Linked DNA regions of Mus musculus: all the other regions are linked to region 3. Evidence: chromatin contacts called from public HiChIP or PLAC-seq and Micro-C data. All regions are on one chromosome and are shown on one strand. The core of a region is the stretch at or near the end of the contact, and the rest is flanking DNA. Distances in the headings are between cores, read along the strand shown. Region 1 has its middle 23 kb from the start of Gm46585. Region 2 overlaps Pde10a (phosphodiesterase 10A). Region 3 holds the start of Pde10a (phosphodiesterase 10A).

Evidence for each region. Hi-C and Micro-C count contacts between places; a contact is called where the count stands out from the background. HiChIP or PLAC-seq counts read pairs in DNA pulled down with a chosen protein or histone mark.
Region 1: a contact with region 3 is called in a Micro-C map of muscle stem cells, with 4 times the contacts expected there. The contact joins the enhancer-like site here to the promoter of Pde10a in region 3. A contact is called at or near these places in 1 of 39 promoter capture datasets (the C10 cell line), 1 of 15 datasets of contacts at CTCF or cohesin (the NIH/3T3 cell line), 17 of 484 Hi-C or Micro-C datasets (the BV-2 cell line, the C10 cell line, the C2C12 cell line and 11 more), 6 of 115 datasets of contacts at active chromatin or transcription factors (the 230-238 cell line, bone marrow-derived macrophages, embryonic stem cells and 2 more) and 3 of 9 other capture datasets (adipose tissue, liver and pancreatic islet).
Region 2: an H3K27ac HiChIP or PLAC-seq map of microglia shows a contact between it and region 3, with 5 times the contacts expected there. The contact joins the enhancer-like site here to the promoter of Pde10a in region 3. A contact is called at or near these places in 4 of 484 Hi-C or Micro-C datasets (LSK cells, hemogenic endothelial cells, nephron progenitors and 1 more), 3 of 115 datasets of contacts at active chromatin or transcription factors (embryonic stem cells and microglia) and 2 of 9 other capture datasets (adipose tissue and pancreatic islet).

The regions. Positions count from the first base shown.
Region 1 is chr17:8,757,194-8,759,893 of GRCm38.p6, forward strand. It overlaps a transcript of Pde10a not described here. Among named protein-coding and RNA genes, the nearest start is that of Gm46585, 23 kb to the left of the region's middle. Within about 2 kb of position 1,353, at least 14 of the 459 cell types and tissues checked have an H3K27ac peak or open chromatin away from gene starts, as enhancers often do. A contact at or near this core is called in the C2C12 cell line and muscle stem cells, where this site is marked.
Region 2 is chr17:8,838,577-8,841,354 of GRCm38.p6, forward strand. The region is part of intron 1 of Pde10a (phosphodiesterase 10A); the gene reads left to right. Among named protein-coding and RNA genes, the nearest start is that of Gm34321, 19 kb to the left of the region's middle. Within about 2 kb of position 1,260, at least 6 of the 459 cell types and tissues checked have an H3K27ac peak or open chromatin away from gene starts, as enhancers often do. A contact at or near this core is called in microglia, where this site is marked.
Region 3 is chr17:8,800,363-8,803,143 of GRCm38.p6, forward strand. Pde10a (phosphodiesterase 10A) reads left to right here and starts at 1,383. Exons shown (of 22, transcript NM_011866.2): 1 at 1,383-1,783. The coding sequence starts at 1,717.

The sequences.
Region 1 (2,700 bases), core at 103-2,602, 43 kb before region 3:
AGGATGATGCCCCGTAGCTTGGAAGGACATTGTTACCATACGATGTTAGCAAGGGACCGAATAGAGGGATGTGAACTCAATCAGATTTCTGAAGTTAGAGCAGACTCCTTGATAAAATGCAACCATCAAATTAGCAATTCAGCCCTGCAGCAGAGGCCACCCTTGATCACCAGCCAGCAGGAGCAGTGTGAGGATAATGCCCACTCTCTACAACTCTCATGGCTTTGTTGCTAACCAAGTATTGGCAAAATACTCCCAATCAATTTCATCTTTTCATAAAACCAGACTATTGGAACCTTGAAAGAAAGTTTCCAAAGTGCGGAAATGGCTATCTCTTTCTGTTCTAAGGTAGAGACCAAGGGACTCTCTGCTGTGTGGATTTTGTGTATGAGGGATGTGAAGTCATTCCATACAGAGAATTGATGATTGAAGAAAGATAATATGATCCCACCCAAGTCTAGCTCAGTGATCCAGTAAGTTATTGACGTTACGTAATAGAAGCATAGATGATCAAGGGCAGTTACATCCATGAAAAGCCCAGCCCAGCCCAGGCTTATGACTCAAAAACTTGGCATCCCTTGCGCTCCCTGTACAACTGGCAGGCAGCTCAGCCTGAGGGCCATCTCTCCTCTGTCTATTGCTTATTGCTTTGAGGGAGTGTATCATGTGAGTCTTTTAAATATCTACCCTTCCTTTGCCAGGAGGGAATGCTTCAATTCAGAGGAAATAACTGACAAATACAGAGCACCGACTTCAAAAAGTATGCGTGTGGTTAGGAAACCACTACACCTTCTTGACTCTCTCTTTGATGTGACTATGAAAAGTAGGTCTTTCACACGTGATCACAAAGGTCTCTGTTGAGCTGAGTGTGCTCCGTTGGTGCTGGTCACATTGGCTCCTTTGCTTGTAAATACCATTTTAGTGCCTTTCCTATATGATTGTTCCCAACAGGAGGCAGGGGACAATCCTTGCCCCAGCTCTGCTTTCCACCTGGGCCACACGACACCAAGGGAGAGTACGGTGCTGTATTCCAGAGACTGAGCAGTGCCCAGAAGAAAGAAGAGTTCACAAGAGGTCAGTGGCCAGTGCAGGAGAGCTCCAGGCAGGGATGGTCCCAGGTCTCTGGCTGGGTGGAGCCTGAGCACAGACCCAGGCTGATGCCTGGGAGAATATCCTGGCCACAGACAAATCAAGGCCAGAGGTCATTCTGCCTTAGCCACTTCCAAGGAGGTAAAGTGGCTAAGTCTTACCAGGTGAACAAGCATGGAGTGGAGATCACAGGGCCATGGATGTGGAGAGGAGCAATACATACCCTGCAGTCCACAGAGGACATGGGTGTTGGGGAAATATGTAGATTTGAGTCCAAAGCATGACGTAATGCGATGGGTTTGTGGTGGGGTAAACAGCTGGAGAGATTAGCACCCAAGAAAAAAATCCTTGGCAGCTCAGAGAGTGACTGCATTGGGAGAGACTGGTGTCCAGTGATCGTGAGAAGAAGGAGGAGAAGAAGGACGAGGAGGAGGAGGAGGAGGAGGAGGAGGAGGAGGAGGAGGAGGAGGAGGAGGAGGAGGAGGAGGAGAAATAGAGAGGAGAAGGGGTCCTTTGGGGTAGATTCTGCTTTGTGCTTCTGCCCTGGATGGTATTGTTACAGTGAAGAAGCTTAGAGTGGGAGGAGAGACAGTATGGCTGTGCATTGCGCATGCTGAGAGTGAAGGTCTTTCTGGCACTTATCCAAATAATGCCAAGAAGGCAGAGATAATACACAAGCTATCCTCTTTGCCTTGGCTTCCTAAAGGCTCCCAGAAATGACAGTCTTTGAAGGTTCCATTGTTGTTGCTGTTGGTTGCTGTTATTATTAAGGCAGTATCTTGGGGGAGGGGCTGTGAGTATGGAGTGTGAGGGGCTTGAACCCATGACATAACCAAGGCTTACCTTGAACTTCTGATCTTCCTGACTTGACCTTCTACGTGTTGGGATTACGGGTGTATAGCATCACTCTGTTTTATGCAGTGCTGGGTATGGGTCCTGTGTGTCATTTGTGCTAAGTAAGTATTCTACTGACTAAGCCACATCTTGATCTGTGGAACTTTAATGGAAGAAAGATATTAATAGCGTTGCTATGGAGTGTGAGGGGAAAGAGTCGGGTCTGTGCTCAGGCTCCACCCAGCCAGAGACCTGGGACCATCCCTGCCTGGAGCTCTCCTGCACTGGCCACTGACCTCTTGTGAATTCTCCTTTCTTCTGGGCACTGCTCAGTCTCTGGAATACAGCACCGTACTCTCCCTTGGTGTAGTGTGGCCCAGGTAGAAAGCAGAGCTGGGGCAAGGATTGTCCCCTGTCCCCTGTTGGGAACAATCCATATAGGAAAGGCACTAAAATGGTATTTAGTATTTTGTCTTTGATTTTTGGATCAGTTGGTTCTTTGGTTTCTGTCCTGGTCTAACTCCTAGCCTTAACTTTACAGAGTTAGGAACTAGACTTTCAGAAGTTATAAATTCATCAGAACATGAATTGTGACTGACAATTGTACAGATCCATGTCTAGGGACCAGGGCACTTGCCTGTGCTGCATGGGGCACTACCCAATGCTGAGACATCTAGGAAGCCAACACAAGTAGAGGTTGCTTAGTGGACACAGGATGGAGGAACCTGGGAAGCCCTCCTGTGCTTATCACAGTGACATCACTGGGTGGGCGTGTCT
Region 2 (2,778 bases), core at 10-2,509, 38 kb after region 3:
GTCAGTAATTCCAACCTCGCCAAGGCATGGTTACCCTAATACACAAGGTATTGCCCTGCTAAAAAGGGGGTTTAAAATAAAACTTGGAGAGTTTGATATTTATATCTTTTGACAAAGACTTCAGACTTGCAAATGCTTTATCATTTAAAATTACAAGGTGATTTTAACTTGTGCTTTTATCACAAGCCAGCCAGCTTTGCCTTTTGCTTCTGTTTGTCACACGTGTAAAAGTGCCAGCATTGTTTTGAGTACACTAGCACTAGAAACATCTGGCCCAGCAATCTAGTACCAGAAACATCTGGGGCAGCTTACTGAGATGACCAAATGGAAGGATGTTTCTAGAAAGCCGATAGATTTGCAGTAGGTAGTCTATCATTATCACGGGTAGTCCGCTTAGCAAATTTAACTCCGTTATCTGTAAAATAACAAATGGACTTAAGCTGTCTTAAACATGGATTTCTATAAATTTCATCCAATGGCTTTAATCCCTGGCTGAGATTTTAATTTTATTATATTCTTTGCAACGAGCAACTCCCAAGTTCCGAATTCCTTCTTTATATTTGATTGGGAGAGTCAATAAGCCTGCCTAGGAAGTTTTAAATATTTTCTCCATTTTAAGTCACTTAAGCAGTGATTCAAATATTTATGAGCTGACTGACTTTCATGCTGGAAGAACCTGCTAGATACTACCAATACTGCCCTACAGCAATGATGAGAATTAGAACAGCTCTTCTGTCCACAGGGGTCACAGGAAAGACGTAAGGAGAACCTTTCCTGGAAGAAGCTGAGTACAAAGCACAGGAGGCCAGTGGGAGCTGGTGGGGGAAGGGGAGGGCTTGGTGACGGAGGGGCTGTTTCTGGAGGCTGGACAAGCCAGAGAGTGGAGAAGTACTGTGAGGCAGGAGTCAGACAAGCCTGGCTTCCTGGAACCAGACAAAGTCAGCTCTGAACAGCGAAGGCTAAGAACAGAGAGCAGGGTAGCTGCAGTCCACCAGGGTACAGGAACAAATCACTGACAAGGAGCAGAGTGGAAACTGAGGCAGTAAGACCTGGTGAAGCACTGACAAGGAGCAGAGTCAGTGGGAACCGAGGCAGTAAGATACACCAATGCTCCTGGTCATATGTTCCCAGACAGGAGCCCTGACCCAGGCCAGCATCCTGAATTTCCAGGCCTGGGCCAGTGAATGAAGACGCAGGGTCAGGGAGGTTGGCTTGTAGAGCGCGGTGTTCAATTGGCTCCACCCCACTGTCTAAATGGCATTTTGCCCAAACAAACCGAAATCACAGGTTGACAGTTGTAATCGCTGGCTGTATCAAAGCCAAAGAGAGAAGTAAGGGCTAGTGTATAGCTTTAAAAAAAGATTTTGTTGCTTTTGCATCAGAAGAGGGCATTGGATACCCTGGGACTGGAATTAGAGACGATTACAAGCTGCTATCCAGATCTTGGAGACCAAACCTGGGCTTCTAAGCAGTAAGTATTTCACCACTGAGCCATCTCTCCAGCCCATGGAGTACAGTTAACTAAAATGCAGCTTTCTATCATTTGTGTTGCTGTTTGAAAGAGGAACTCAGTTAAGTACTATCATGTAAGATTTAAGTAACAACTTTGCATCTCCTTCATGATTTCATGGCTTCCCCTAAGTGTATAACAGGCATTAATTTTAAAATTATGGTGATTTTCTAAGTTGCACGTGTGAGTGTCCATTCATGCAAGTGTCCACGTGCACACCGCAGCATAGGAGGGGGTCAAAGGATACCTTTTGGGAGTTGGTTCTCTCTTTTCATCATGTGGACCCCAGACCTGAACTCATGTTGTCCAGGCTTAGTGGGAGGTACGTTTCCCCACAGAGCCATCTTGCTGGCCTCAAACAGGCATTTTAAAACTGCATTTGGGGGTGGAGAGATGGCTCATCGGTTAAGAGCACTGACTGCTCTTCCAGAGGTTCTGAGTTCAAATCCCAACAACCACATGGTGGCTCACAACCGTTTGTAATAAGATCTGTCTGATGCCTTCTTCTGGTGTGTCTGAAGACAGCTACAGTGTACTTATATATAAGAAATAAATAAATCTTTTTTAAAAACTGTTCCATTGGACCCTGGATTACCAAATAGAAGATTATTACATTTAAAAAAATCTCAAACATGCAAAAAGTATATAGTATAACTCTTCAAAAGCAGCTTCCGCGGAGAGCTCGAGATTCTGGTTCACCATGTGGTACAGAGGTAGAAGCAGTGCGAGCTTCATGTTCAATTTAAAACATACCTGTGGCACCGTGCAGAATTCCAAGTTAGTTCTACTTAAAAATAAGTTCTCTGGCAGGTATAGTGGTCCACCCCCTCAATCCCAGGACCTGGGAGGCAGAAGCAGGCAAATCTCTGTGAGTTCAAGGCCAGCTTGGTCTATGTGGTGAGATCCAGGTCAGTCAAGGCTACCTGGTGGGACTTTGTATTGAAACAAATAAAACCAAACAACAACAACAAAAGCCCATGCAAAGAAAACTGGGAAAAATAAAAATGATTCTAAACAAAGAAAAAAAGTTTTTTTTTTTTTTTTTTGGTCACAGTCTTTAAATATTTTATTTGCTAATTTGGACTGTGTTTTTACTTTTATGCATGGGCTCTGGTTACAACCACAACAGCAACTAAGGACTTGGCTACACATCTTCACACAGGCGGGAGAAGGTAGTGTGGGCTATTTTCATGTTTTATTCATGGGATGTCCTCAGTGGGCGTTCCTAATGACAGAGGATGAAAAGCTCATGTGCAGCTCACACACCG
Region 3 (2,781 bases), core at 133-2,632:
AGACCCACCAGGACAAAGTGGGCTGACATACCTAAAGTTCGCTTTAAAGTGGGTATTGGCAAGGCAGTCCCGGAAAGAACCGCCTTTTGAGACATTCTAATGGGAACTCTGCCTTGATTTTAAACTTGCTAAATGTCCAAATTTGAATCCCCCCCTCCAGGAGCTCTGACCAAAAGCCTTCTCTGTTGATACTGCGGGGCTGGAGAGAGGATTCCCTGGTTCAGGTCACCCGCCCACAGGCGGATGTGGTTTGCACACAGCTGGAACAGAGGCTAGGCTGTGGGTTTAGCATCTGGAACGCCAGATCCAGATGTGCCACCTCCAGGGAGACTAGCGGGCCAGGGGCACACACCACACGCAGAGTGCCAGGGTGCTGGGACCTGAGTTCCAGTGGACGCGCAACGTGGGCGCGGGCGGTGGCGGTTCGGGGAGCGCCTGCTCCGCCAGTGGGCGTCTTCTGCCGCCGCCACCACCGCCGCCTCCACGGGCAGCAGCACTGCGGCGCTTTTCTCCGCTGCTCTGGAGCAGCCGCCGCGGCTCAGGCGCCGGCCGGAGCTTGCACACACCACGCCACGCCCGCAGGCAGCGTCCCGGCAGCCTCGCCAGGCCGGGAAGGACGCGGATCGTGCGTACCAGCCCGCACCCCGGCGCAGCGATCGGGACTCGTCCCCCCGCCCGCGGTCCTATTGAATCCCAAAGGGAACACGATGTGAACCCCCGGGCCGGAGAGGCACCCTAGACCCGAGAGGCGGACCGGACCAGAGCCTGGGCAGCGTCGCGGGGAGGGCCGGTGCTGCGGGGGCGGAGCCCGCAGAGTCCGGGCCGCCGCGCCCTCCCGCCTGCCCCCCTTGCAAGCTGGGGAGGAGGGCCATGGCTAGCCCGGAGGAGCGGCTCGCTCCCCACCCCCAGGCCCCACTGCGGGAGTCTGGGGACGAGCCCGGCCGTGTCCAAGTCCCTCTGGAACCCCGGTGCGGCGCGGCCAGCGGGCGGAGTACAGTGGGCCTGAGCCTGGCCCGGGAGCTGCTTGGCTGCAGCCGGGAGGAGCTAGCGGCGCCCCCGCCCCTGTCCCGGTCCCTGTCTCCCGCAGGCCACGCCAGCCCCACTGGGGGCCCCAGCGCCCTCTCCGCTCTCCGTGCCGGAGGCTGTGGTTGGGTGGCGGCCCGTGCTCCCTGGGCGCTTGCCTTCTCCTCCCCTGTCCCCTCCTCCTCCTTTTCATCTTCCTGGTACTTCTGGCCGCCGCCCCCCCTCCCCCCTCCCCCTCTTGTCCCCTCCTCATCTGCCTTCCACCTCCCCGCGCGTCTCCCGAGAAGGGAGGGCGCAGCGGCGGCTGGAGGAGGAGGAGGCGGCGGCGGCGATGCTGGCGGCGGCGGCGGAGGAGGAGGACAAGAGGCAGCTCCCTTGAGCGTCCCCCCAGGCAGTAGTCACCGCAGCAGCGGTGGCAGCAGCGGTGGCAGCGGCGGGCGGCGGCGGCTCTTCCTCTCGCCTGCGATTCAAGGCTTGCTGCTCCCTGCCCGCGCCGGGCCCCGGCCATCTCCGCCGCCGCGGCTTCCCCTACACCCGGGTGCACGCCGCGCGGACTCCTCGGATTTTCCGGGCGCCGGCGGGGGCTGCCCTGGCCTCGGCCCCGGCTCTGCCGCCGGTGGCCGAACTCTTTGGCGGCCCCGAGGCGCCGCCTTCCCCCTTGCCACCGTTTGGCCGCTGCCCTTCGGCTCCGACATGGAAGATGGACCCTCTAACAATGCGAGTTGCTTCCGAAGGCTGACCGAGTGTTTCCTCAGCCCCAGTAAGTGGCCCGGCCCCACGTTCCCCGTGGCCGGGGTGGTTTTCTGGCTTGGTGGGGACAAATCGGGGGTTCAGATCGTGGGGTGGGGAGGGAGCTGCTACGGTAGTGGGTAGTCTGCAAGGTGTGTGTGTGTACCAGACCAATATTGGCCAGTGGGTCTCAGGAAGCTGGTGGCACCTCAGGGACGTTCGGGACCGCCCATCAGCGTAGGGACACCCGGCTTTCCCCAGCCCGGCGTGCGCACAGAGGAAGCGTGACCCGGAGGGTGTTGGAGCCGGACGTTTAGAAACTAACCTGCTTCCTAGAGCTGTCCCTGGCCACATTGACCCGACTCATGATTTAGACCATCAAGTTTGTCACCGATTACTCTACATTTCTCTCTAGCCTGTGATCACTTGACTGGAGTATATATGCTTCCTTCCACTGGGGGGGTCCTGGGGATCTAAACCGCTGGATTCCTGACGCAGCCATGGGGATAGGCAAGGCTCAGGAAGCCCAGGATTCCAAATGTGAAGGAGGGCTGTGCCCGAGCCTGCAGTGACTGTGTTCTGGCGCGCGGACCAGTGGTATGGAGCTGGGTGCACCCACCCTCATGAAAAGGACGCAGCACTTTCCCCCCGCCCCCCAGCCCACCTCACGCAGATTCTGGGGAGCTGGTGCAAGGGTGGGTGAAGAAAGCCAAGGAACAATGGGGCGTTAGCATAGAAGAAAAAGGCACCTCTGGTTCCTTCGGACCCGCGGGACAACTGTAGCATGACCTTTCTGACCTGCCCCTCCCGGGTGCAGGTCTGCAAGCCTTCTGGGGCAGGGGCAACAGAGGGCGTGTCATAGGGGGAGGGGGACAAGATTGAGCAAAGAAGTCAAAAGCAGCTTCACTGGAAGGAAGGAAGGAAGGAGGCAGGCAGGCAGGCAGACGATGTTTAGGAAAGAAGCTCCAGACGCGCAGAGGAGGGAGTCGCTGCTGTTGTGGATGGAGGGTGAGCAGGGTGAGGACCAGA